Regions from separate parts of the Mus musculus genome. Here region 2 is linked to region 1. The links are chromatin contacts, called in public Hi-C maps. All regions are on one chromosome and are shown on one strand. The core of a region is the stretch at or near the end of the contact, and the rest is flanking DNA. Distances in the headings are between cores, read along the strand shown. Region 1 overlaps Pgd (phosphogluconate dehydrogenase). Region 2 overlaps Tmem201 (transmembrane protein 201).

Region 1 (5,626 bases), core at 1,873-4,372:
AGCCCCTGTCTCTCTTGCGTCAGGTGTGGTCTTCCTTAGTGCGGTCCTAAGCGTTGGTTTTGCAGGTGTCAAGGTTTGGGGTCTGTACCAAACGTTCTTGAGAAGATGAGCCTTTGTTTGGTAGGGGGAAGGGCCTAGCGTTTCCTCTGAGCCGTAGTGAGGTGGGATGAGATGAAGAGTTGCTCCAGATGAGAGCATCTCTTAGAGTACTGCACAGCGCTGGCTTCTCTCTGATCCAGATGTGCAGAGCCATGTTGTACCTGGTGACAGACAGCCGGATGGTGAGAGTGTCCCTGAGATGTTCTTGTACTGCTTGGTTTGGGTCATAAAGTGGTGGGACCTTCTTCTCCTGTTCTGAGGGGGTCAGTGAGGAGCTGGGGATGGAGCCCGAGGCCTCGTGCATGACAGGTGTGCACTTTACCGCCGAGCCACACCCCTCGGTCTTTGGTGCGTCTGCCCTGCCTTTTCCTTTGTGAATTGGCTGTCTCCACTCTGAGGCCACACCGGGTGGGTGGTGCACGCTTGTCAGCAATGACACCAGAGTGTCTCTGCAAAGTTTCGCACAGCCATTACTCTGAGAGTGGCGTCCCTGCATGGCACTGAAAGCTCGGCCCTCTCCTGTTGATTGAACTCACTTCCCCTTCCGCAGGCCCCACATCAAGGCGATCTTCCAAGCCATCGCTGCAAAAGTGGGAACCGGAGAACCCTGCTGTGACTGGGCAAGTTCTGGGCTACCCTTTGACGACGTGCACCGCTGAAGACAGACCACCTTGGTCCCAGTGGTTAGCTCTGTGCTGTGAGCCTCTCAGTCTTAAGTCACTGTCCCAGCTTGTCCCTGAAGTACATCCCCGTCTGTCTTCATGTCCTTGTAGCTGAACCAGCCCTTGAGAGCCCGAGGTTACTGTGCTAAAAGCAGCTTCCTCAACCCTACTAACAAGGATCATAAATAGGATCAGGAATGGTGAAGGGAAGTCAGAGGTCTCTGTAGCTGTTTACTTCATGGCCAGAGGATGCAGGAGCTAGTGTGTGGGTTAGCCACCTTGTCCCAACAGATGCCTCGGGCCGTGCGGGTGGAAGAATCTTTGCGTAGCCCAGGTTTCCGGTTTTCTGTAGATGTTCCCCAGAGCTCAGGCACCTGGCCATCGGCACTTTCTTCCCCCGTTTGCTGTTGCTGTGAGAATCAGTACCGTGGACTGACTGGAAAGCCCATCAGCTGCCCTTAGGCTTCTCTGTTAACTGACGGCTGGCCTAGGACAGATCTCTGTAGGAAGGCTTCTCTGAGCAACAGCTAAGCTAGGTTATCTCTGTTCTTAACAGCTTTTCTTCCTCTTTCTTCCTTTCTTCAAATTTATTTTCTTTTCTTGTTTCCCTTTTCTTCCTCTCAGCCTTCCATTTTCTCTGTCTGTCTGTCTGATTTGTACTTCTCTCTCTGGTGTATATGCTGGAAGGTGATAAAGCAGCTGCCTGTCTGTGGAGGTCAGAGCACAGTTTGTAGAGTTGGTTGTGTCCTTCTGTCATGTGGCTGCCTTCAGGTCTGGCAGCAAGCACCTTCACCTGCTGAACCATTTTCTGTCCCCAACACCGAGTGTCTCCTCAAGACTGGGTCTCCTGAATTACAGGCCTGTGTACCACCACACCTAGCCCCCTTTCTATACCTGCTATTTTTATGTGCTCACCTTATTATTTTAGTAATGTGTATGATTAAAAGTAGGGATGCATAAGGCTCCAGGCATGTGGGCATTCGGGAAGCTCTCCCACTGACCTGCCAGCTTTGGTGGCTGCCTTTCCCCAGGGGCCAGTGTCCTTCCTTGGTGGCAGACAGCTACTTCCTTCTAACTCCCTCTAGGACAGAGTCAAAAGGAAAAGCCAAGCTTGCACTCTTGGGCCTTGACTCTGCCATAGTCCACGCCTGTGGCCTAAGGCTTGGGTTCAGGTCGTAAGGATAAGTAGTGTAGACTGCAAGTGGGTGAGCCTGGAGCAACAGGAAGGGGGAAGTAAGATGTCTTCATACGCACAGTTAGGAAGGGGCAGGCCAGTGATGAAGGTAGACAGGCAGCCTCTGATGAGCAGTGACTGCCAGGGAAGACTGTCCAGCTGCCCTGCTGTGGAGGTAGCTACTTGTGACTGTAAGCCTGGAGGCACCGTGGACTGACTCTGCTGCCTTCTTCCATCTCCCTGTCCATTAGACAGTGTTCACAGAGTAACTCAGCTGAAAGACCCTCCCTAAACTCCCGCTGACAAACTGATAAGCTGGATACATCCTACCAGATTACCTTGCTTTCATAGGACCATCCGAGAATGCACTTCTGCATTTAAAAGGTCAAGGCCAGACCTTGATAGAAGTCGTTTTACCCTCAGTATCTGTTAGAAACAATTGTATTACATTTGAGTCTAGGGAGTAATCTAATCTATTTTACAAGTAATCTAATCTATTTAGCCAGCAGTTGCCAGAAGACTGGTAACATCAAGACCATGGAGACTTTAGTGTGGGGCTGGGGTCCGGGAGTGGGGAGTAGTTTTTAATAACGAGGGACAGTGGGAAGTTGGGCTAAAGGTTTTGGATGCTGGGAGGTTCCCATGGAACCATACTGTTTCCTCATGTTATTTTTCTGAAGTCTTTCGTCTGCGGAGACTTCTCCCCTGTAGTTTGCTGCTCTGACGGCTCTTGTTTGTCGCCAACAGGTGGGAGATGAGGGGGCGGGGCACTTTGTGAAGATGGTGCACAACGGGATAGAGTATGGAGACATGCAGCTCATCTGTGAGGCTTACCATTTGATGAAGGATGTTCTGGGCATGCGGCATGAGGAGATGGCTCAGGTAAGTCCTGGGCACTGCCGCCACCTGGGTAATCACCTCCCAAAGGAGAGAGAGCTTGCTACTGACAATTAACCCTTCCTCCTTCCTGTTCACCTGCCTGTCTGGTGGCCCCACATGGACTCTGCCTAATGTAAGGGAAGCCACGGTAATAACATCATAAAGTGTGATAGCCGGCCATGAAGCAGTAATCGGCCATGAAGCAGTAATCGTAGTCTGCAGTTAGTGAGCCATGCTTTGTCAGGCACCGTGTGTGACCTCATATCCATCCCTCCCCATAGAACACAGAGCCTGGCCTTAGGTGTGGTAGATGAGGACTCCCCACAGAGCCCATCCCAGTCCTTCTTTTGTTCCTACCTTTGTTCCATACAGGAAGTAAGTAGCTGGCTTTGTTGACCAAGTAGGGGGCTCAGCAGTTGAGAGCACTTGTAGAAGACTGGGGCGAGTTTCCAGAGCCCATCCAGTCATGTCCTTCTGACCTTTGTAGGCCTTGTATGCAGTGGTACATGTGAATACTTGCAGGCAAAATACCCGAACACATAAGAAATAAATATAGTAATAAATCTTTTAAAAGAATTAAGTTCATCCCAGTGGGGAAGCACAGACATCCTCAGCATTTTATTATGAAAATATTAAAATACATAAGAACCACAGTATGAGCCAGCCATGGTGCTGCACACCTTGATGCCTCCTAGGGAGGCAGATCTCTGAGTTCCAGGCTAGCCTGGTCTACAGAATGAGTTCCAGGGTAGCCAGGGCTACACAGAGGAACCCTGTTTTCAAATCCAATAGGAAGAAAAGAAGAAAAAAAAAGAACCTCACTGTCCACCACTGAGCTATGTATGTCCAGTCCCAGGAGGTGGGGTGTAGGTACGACAAGAAGGTGATATTGTGCCTAGGCCCAGATGACATGAGGGGCTTGACTCCAAGGAGAGGGGACAGTCTCAGTGCTGAGAAATTAGCCAGGCAGATACTCAACAGAACTTCCTGACCTGGGAAACTCAACTCACTGGGCAGGAATAGGAGTCTTCAGGCCACTAGGAGGAGGGTTTGCTGTCCCTATGTGCTCTGCAGTGAGGGCACCAGCTACAGACAGAAGCAAGAATATGGCAGATGAGCCAGGGTGCCCACAGAACCCTCTCACTGGGCTTTCTCCTCTGTGTGTAGGCATTTGAAGAATGGAACAAGACAGAGCTGGACTCATTCCTGATTGAAATCACTGCTAACATTCTCAAGTACCGGGACACTGACGGCAAAGAGCTGTTGCCAAAGATCCGGGACAGTGCTGGGCAGAAGGGCACTGGGAAGTGGACCGCCATCTCGGCGCTGGAGTACGGCATGCCCGTCACCCTCATTGGTAATATGGCAGCTTTCCCCTTCTTTGTGTAGTTGGTTCTTGAGACAGTCTTGATGAGTAGCTCAGGTTAGCATTGAACGTACATCAGTCTCAGCCTCCTGAGTACCGGAATGTAGGCCTGCCTGCCTTGTTGGCTGTTGGTTGTTTTTATAAGATTTCTTTGATAATGGGTTCAGTAAGCCGGGCATGGTGACGCACACCTTTAATCCAAGTACTCGGGAGGCAGAGGCAGTTGGATTTCTGAGGCCAGCCTGGTCTACAAAGTGAGTTCCAGGACAGCCTGGGCTATACAGAGAAACCCTGTCTCGAAAAACAAACAAACAAAAACAAAATCAAAAACAAAAATGGGTTCAGTAAGAAAAGTTCACAAACACATTTTGCTTATGTAGTAGTCAACATGAATTCTCTGGGTTTGGATGTCTGTCTGTCCGTCCTCCTCCTTTATTTTATGATTATCCTGGCTCACCCTGAGGAAGACCAGTGGGTGGTGAGTCCTGCACAGATAGGAGGAAGTTGGCTGCACTAGGGCCAATCCCAGCAGTGCAGAGAGCATCTGTCCACCACCCACTTAGCTATGCGTATCAGGGTTCCTGCCTTCAAAAGCACCCTCCTCCATCTTAGAGACTGGGTTCCCTCCCACTGCTAGGGTGGACGTGGTCCTTTCCTACCTACTGAACTGAAGAAGGAAGAGGTCTCAGCTGGCTCCGGTATGCCTGGGAGGATTTGCCACACTTGCTGTTGCACAATTGTCTTGCAGTATTTCCTTCCACAAGTGTGAAGTAATGCAGAGAGGAAGGACAGCGGTCGGGTCAGGGCAAGCCGGCCTCAAGTTATGTCTAGAGTCCTTTCCCCAAAACTAAAATGCTGTCTTAGTTCCCAGAGATCAACCCACTTTGTTTAGAGGAGAAGAAAAGTCATTTATCTTAAATAAATTGAGCAGTAGTCAGTCTGCCACAAGGGATGGTTTGTTAAAGTATTAAATGTCCTAATGTACTGTATTGAAGGATATTGTGAAACCTAGGATTATGGGTATTAAAACCAGCCTAAGGGCTGGAGAGATGTTTCGGCCGTTAAGAGCATGTATTTTTTAATTAATTAATTAGTTAGTTAATTAATTAATTAAATATTATTTTATTTATGAGTACACTGTCACTGTCTTCAGACACACCAGCAGAGGGCGTCAGATCCAATTGCAGATGGTTGTGAGCCACTATGTGGTTGCTGGGAATTGAACTCAGGACCTCTGGAAGAGGAGTCAGTGATCTTAACCCCTGAGCCATCTCTCCAGCCAGAGCTTGGCTTCCCAGCACCCACATCAGGTGATCACAACCCCCTGAACTGCACCAGGCGGATCTGACTCCTGGTCTCTGAGGGCTCTCGCGTTCAAGTGTACGAACCTACACTCAGACACACACACATATAAATAATTAAAAATAAGTCTTACAAAAAGAAGAA
Region 2 (5,626 bases), core at 939-3,438, 570 kb before region 1:
ACTCTGTTCAGTACTTCCCAAGAGCAAGCCCCAGTGAGGAAGGTGCTGTTTCCCCCAGCTGATAGGATACCCTTCTGCACCCGCCCACTGTACATGGAGGGAGTGGAGCTGATGGGCAGGCGGTGTGGGCTGGGCCAGGAACTAGAGCCCCACTTCCACAGCTGTCTTCCCTCCTGACTAGAAGGCCTTTTCCGTTACAAAACTCCTCGTGTCTTGTCATTGAGTCTGAGACATGCAGAAGCAGCAGGCACCGTTCCTGGTTCACTTTACAGGCCTGGCTTACACGCTGTGTGTAAGCGAGACCCTCCTGAGCACATCTGTAAGGCCCACCCTTTTAGGATGCTTTCTAAGGAGCAGGGCCATCTGTGTGTGGTGGCTCACTCTACCTAAGACTGGGCAGTGCCCCTGAACTAGACATGGCCTCTGAGTGAGGACAGGGCAAAAGGGCAAGGTCAGGACACCAGGGCTCCCAGCTGCTGCCCTTCAGTCATTTGTTTCTAGATTCCTGGGCTGGATTTGCTGGGCAGTTGCTGTGTGCCCTCTGCTGCACAGATCCCCAGTGTTTGGGCCACGATTATCCTGCAGGCCCCACCTGTTGTGTGACCAACAAAACCCACTGTGGGCCCTGGCTGCGCAGCTGTGACTTGGCCTCCTTGGCTGGCTCTCTAGGATTTTTTTTTTTTTTTTTTTTCTGGGAAGGACCGAAAGCTCCCTTAAGTCTTACAACTCTCCAAAACTTGATTTCTATAAGTGTCATCTCTATTGGCCCATTGCTTAGCTGCTGTCCCTGACCTTGTGCTGCCCCCCCCACCCCGCAGTGTTTGAGACCCAGAACAGTGGGGGCTGGAGTTCTGGGTCTCCAGGTAGATACTTTGGAGCCTACAGAGCGGTGAGTGTCTCCGAAGTTCGTTGTCGGTTCAGTCATCCTGGGAGATCGCATTTAAGAGTCCTTTCCCACTCCACACCCTGCGCCTGGGCCTTCGTTTCCATCTTGGATGCCTCTTCCTGCCCTTGCAATGCGGTCTTCCATTTCAGATGCCGAAGTCTCCCAGCCCAACTGTTGTTCTTGGTCCATAGGGTGAAGCCAACACACACAATGGTCAACTGCTGGTTCTGCAACCACGATACACTGGTGCCCTATGGGAATCGCAACTGTTGGGACTGTCCCCACTGTGAGCAGTACAATGGCTTTCAAGAGGTATGGGCTGTCAGTGGGTGGCCAGTGCTGAGGCTGCTGCTGAGCTGGTCTGAGCTCACGTTCCACGCCACTGTCTTCTAACTCTGGTCCTGGCACTGTGTCTCCCTTTGAGGAGGAAGAGCAGGTTCAGGGAACCGTGGCCACTTGTCCTGTCTCCCCACAAGAGGGTGAGATTGGGGTTAGAGTCATGAGCAGGGCAGGTCTGAGTTCAGGCCTACAGGTGCAGTATTTAGCTTTGTAGGCGGTTTGTTCTCTGTCACAGCCTTGATTGTGTAGCCACGGGCAATATGTGAGTGTCTGAGTGTAGCTTTTACTGACACTTAGTAACAGACAGCCTGCCCACAGCTTGCAGCCTGAGTGGCGGTGTGTAGTTCTAAGGGACAAGGGTGAGGGATGTGCCCTGAGGTGCATGCTGGGTAGCTTCTCAGCACCTAGATTTTTGGGGTTCTATGTTAGGCAGCATCAGAAGGAATGTTGCTGCTCTTTGTGTAGAGAAAGCCAGAGCAGAGCTGTCTGCATCTGAACCCTCCCTGAGCCGGCCTGCGCTGACCAGGGCCTCTTCCTTCCTTCCTTCCCAGAATGGAGACTACAACAAGCCAATCCCAGCACAGTACATGGAACACCTGAACCACGTGGTGAGCAGCGTGCCCAGTCCCCGGGACCCTGCACAGCCACAGCAGTGGGTGAGCAGCCAGGTCCTGCTGTGCCGAAGGTGCAGCCACCACCAGACCACCAAGATCAAGCAGCTGGCTGCTTTCACACCACGGGAGGAGGTGAGTACACATGGCTGATGGCTGGGTAGAGCCACACTGTCACCTGCCGCTCCAGGGTCCCACCCACATTCCAGGGTGCAGCTTCCTTCACAGCCGAGCTGATCTTGTGACCACTGGGAGAACAACACCATGGAAACCAGAGCCTGCCAGGATAGATGGCTCTGTCCCTGAGGAAAGGGAGGTAGAGGCCCTGGGCTCCAGCTGCAGCCTTAGAGGGCAGCCTCCTGGTCTCATTCATTAGTCAGCCCTGTTCAATGTGGCTTCCTGAGAGGAAGAGAGCCAATCCCACCTGAGGCCCAAAGATGCCTAGGAAAGATAGGGGACAGGAATGAACCAGGAGGCCAAGAGGGAGAGCCACCAAGATGGCTCAGGGGCAAAGACACTTAGCGCCAAGCTTGATTATCTGAGTTGGATTCCTGCGGTCCCCGGGGAGAACAAACTTACCCATGTTACTCTCGCCTCCGCTGGCATGGTCATACACATGCGCTACATAAGTGCGTCCATGTCGTGGTTGTTTTGTTTTGTTCTTGTTTTTTTTTTTTTTTTTTTTTAGAGATTTATTATTATAAATAGGTACACTGTAGCTGTCTTCAGATACACCAGAAGAGGGTGTCAGATCTCATTATTGGTTATTATGTGGTTGCTGGGAATTGAACTCATTACCTTTGGAAGAGCAGTCAGTGTTCTTAACCACTGAGCCATCTCACCGGCCCTGTTCTGTTTTTTTGTTTTGTTTTGTTTTTGTTGGTTTTTCGAGACAGGGTTTCTCTGTGTAGCCCTGATTGTCCTAGAACTCACTTTGTAGACCAGGCTGGCCTCGAACTCAGAAATCCGCCTGCCTCTGCCTCCCAAGTGCTGGGATTAAAGGCGTGCGCCACCACACCGGGCTGTCCATGTCATTTTTTAAAGGGCTTTACAGAGAGGCCGTGAGGGGAGCATTGATGCTAGGTGACTTCCTGTTTACCCCAACGAGAGATCACACTAACCATTCCCTCTGATGCGCTCGTTCACTCGCTTGCTGTGTTCCTTGCTTCATCTCTGAGGGAGCAAGGGATGGGACTTGTAGCCTGGGCTGCTGTGGAACTGTTGCTCTCTGGTGTGTGTTATACCTTCAGAATCAAGGAGAAGGAAGGCCCTGATGCTTGGTTGTCCTTCTGCCAGAATGCAGAGTGTCAGTTCAGTGTCCCCACTTGAGCAGGCTGTGAGCTACAGAATGTCAGTACTGTCCCTGTGTCATGGCCTCGGCTCCTAGCCCTCACTCCTGAGAGCTCGGATCACCGTTCGCACAGGCAGGGCCGGAGTCTGAACCCAGTTCCCAGCTGTGATGCAGGCCCTGTGTCCACACCCCAGGGCCGCTACGATGAGGAGATTGAGGTGTACCGCCACCACTTGGAGCAGATGTACAAGCTGTGCCGCCCGTGCCAGGCGGCCGTCGAGTACTACATCAAACACCAGAACCGCCAGCTGCGTGCCCTGCTTCTCAGCCACCAGTTCCGGCGTCGGGAGGCTGACCAGGCCCATGGGCAGGTCTGAGGCCGTGGGACATTTGGGTGTTGGGTGTCGGGGGGGAAGATGGTCTGGGAGCTGGGCCCTAGTGTGGGGCATAGTGCAGTGTGCCAAGACTCCTTTTCTGGGAAACAGCTGCCTGGTGGCCCCCTGCTGTCACCAGCTGGATGCGGTCTTCCTAAGAGTGTCTAGGATGGTGGTGTGGCTGCTACTTGCCTGCTCTGAGGCTGCCTTGCTGACCCTCTACTTTCTAGACACCCTGTATTCGTTCCTCATGGCAGCCTCACAATTCGGTAACCCGAGCACTGGGGCTCTGGTCGCGGCTGTGGGAACCAAGGGTGGGGCTGAGATGCTTGCCAGGGGCTACACACACAATGCACACCAGTGCCAGGGGTCAGACCCAGATGTGCGTTACAGCGTGTAAGTGAATGGTCTGGGCTTTTAAGCAGTAATAAAGGAGTAAGCAGGACCGCAGCCTAGCAGTGAGAAGCCTGTCTGCATGCAGAAGATCAGTCAGAACAGCGAGTGCGCAGCAGAGACTCCGCAAGGAAGCTCCTCCTCCACCCGGATGTGACTTCCTGTCAGATGTGGCCTGTGTCTGCTGGCTCTGTCATTTCCATTCTGTAGTTGGCCACTGACCGTGAGGACACACTACCTCTGTCCCTACTCTCCTGTGTCTGCTCAAAAGAACAGGTGGCTCCTGTCCTCAGACCTCAGACCTTTGGTTCTTATTCTAGCTTCTTGGGTTTTAGTCTGAATAACTTAGCAAACAAAAAAAAATTTTTTAAGATTATTTATTTATTTCATGTATGTGAGTACACTGTAGTTGTGTTCAGACACACCAGAAGAGGCCATCAGATCTCATTACAGATGGTTGTGAGCCACCATGTGGTTGCTGGGAATTGAACTCAGGACCTCTGGAAGAGCAGCCAGTGCTCTTAACCGCTGAGCCATCTCTCCAGCCCTAACAAAAAATTAATGAGCTTTTTCCAGAGTTGTCGCTATATCTTACTGGCATTCTAGTCAAGTGTAATAGGACTTTTTGATAAAAACTTGACAGAATGATTGAACGATCTAGAAGCACAAAATCCCAGTGTGTAGAAATGTTTCTCTAAAGGAGGCAGCAGAGCCCCTCCCTCTCCCACAGACCTATCATAGTGAGGCAATAGCCTGGGATGAGGCAGTGGTCCCTGAGCATCAGAGCAAGGGCATGGAAACAGGACTGGCCAGCATCCCACATGTGGGCATAGGGTAGCTGTTGGTGCCTTTCTGGCTTTTCACTGACCCATCTCTTCCCTCCCTCAGAGTTTCAGTTCCTCGGCAGTGAAGGCCCCATTCCAGGTCATCCTGCTCCGTGCCCTGGCCTTCCTGGCCTGTGCCTTCTTGTTGTTCACTACACTGTATGGGCCCAGCGAACCCTTCACCCCGGGGGCTGCCTTGCCCCCAGCCCTACCTCCTGGGGGCAACAGTTCTGCGGCCTCGGACAACACCACTTCTCAGGCGGAGGGCTGGCAGCAGCTGCTGGGTCTATTGCCTGAGCATGCCACAGAGAAGCTACATGAGGCCTGGGCCTTTGGGCAGAGCCACCAGACCAGCATTGTGGCAGTGGGCCTGCTCACCTGCCTGCTGGCCATGCTGCTGGCTGGCCGTATCAGGTGTGTTGCGGGGCCTTGGGACTGGGTGGGCAGAAGTCTGCACAAAGCATTGCTGCCTCCTTGGTGGTCCCCTACTCTGGGCTGAACTCTAGACAGGCCTGTTCAAGTTCTCCAGGGGCCAGGAGGACAGCGCAGAAGTACAGATGACAGTGACACTGAGCCGGTTGCTGCTGGCATCTGCGGCTGGGCCCAGTCACCTCACACATGTCTAAAGTCAGAGTAACAGAGGCTGTGGAAGCTCAAATGAGGGCAGTGCCCACCTTGGTCCCAGGCCAAGTGATGGGCGTAGGAGCACTGACCTGCTTAGTGCTGGGCAGCCTGTGACTCAGAGGGTGGTCTCAGACCCTCCTCTGGCCTCACTGGCCTCTCATCTCTGAGCTGGGTCCAATGGAGATAGGGCGTGGCACGGGAACTGACAGGGAGGCTCTGTACTGTCCTCTGGGCACACACTTACCTTGCTCTCTCCCACAGGCTCCGGCGGATCGATGCCTTCT

What was found. Hi-C and Micro-C count contacts between places; a contact is called where the count stands out from the background.
Region 2: a contact with region 1 is called in a Hi-C map of embryonic stem cells, with 2.8 times the contacts expected there. The contact joins two enhancer-like sites. A contact is called at or near these places in 2 of 39 promoter capture datasets (cranial neural crest and erythroid cells), 1 of 15 datasets of contacts at CTCF or cohesin (large pre-B cells), 24 of 484 Hi-C or Micro-C datasets (B cells, the C2C12 cell line, CD4 T cells and 17 more), 9 of 115 datasets of contacts at active chromatin or transcription factors (astrocytes, embryonic forebrain, embryonic hindbrain and 6 more) and 3 of 9 other capture datasets (adipose tissue, embryonic stem cells and liver).

What each region holds. Positions count from the first base shown.
Region 1 is chr4:149,155,152-149,160,777 of GRCm38.p6, reverse strand. It overlaps Pgd (phosphogluconate dehydrogenase), which reads left to right. Exons shown (of 13, transcript NM_001081274.2): 6 at 650-719; 7 at 2,683-2,817; 8 at 3,982-4,171. Among named protein-coding and RNA genes, the nearest start is that of Pgd, 8.7 kb to the left of the region's middle. Within about 2 kb of position 3,122, at least 26 of the 459 cell types and tissues checked have an H3K27ac peak or open chromatin away from gene starts, as enhancers often do. A contact at or near this core is called in embryonic stem cells, where this site is marked.
Region 2 is chr4:149,727,408-149,733,033 of GRCm38.p6, reverse strand. Tmem201 (transmembrane protein 201) reads left to right here. Exons shown (of 11, transcript NM_001284270.1): 2 at 1,078-1,198; 3 at 1,777-1,971; 4 at 3,322-3,498; 5 at 4,783-5,132; 6 at 5,604-5,626. Among named protein-coding and RNA genes, the nearest start is that of Tmem201, 7.8 kb to the left of the region's middle. Within about 2 kb of position 2,188, at least 22 of the 459 cell types and tissues checked have an H3K27ac peak or open chromatin away from gene starts, as enhancers often do. A contact at or near this core is called in embryonic stem cells, where this site is marked.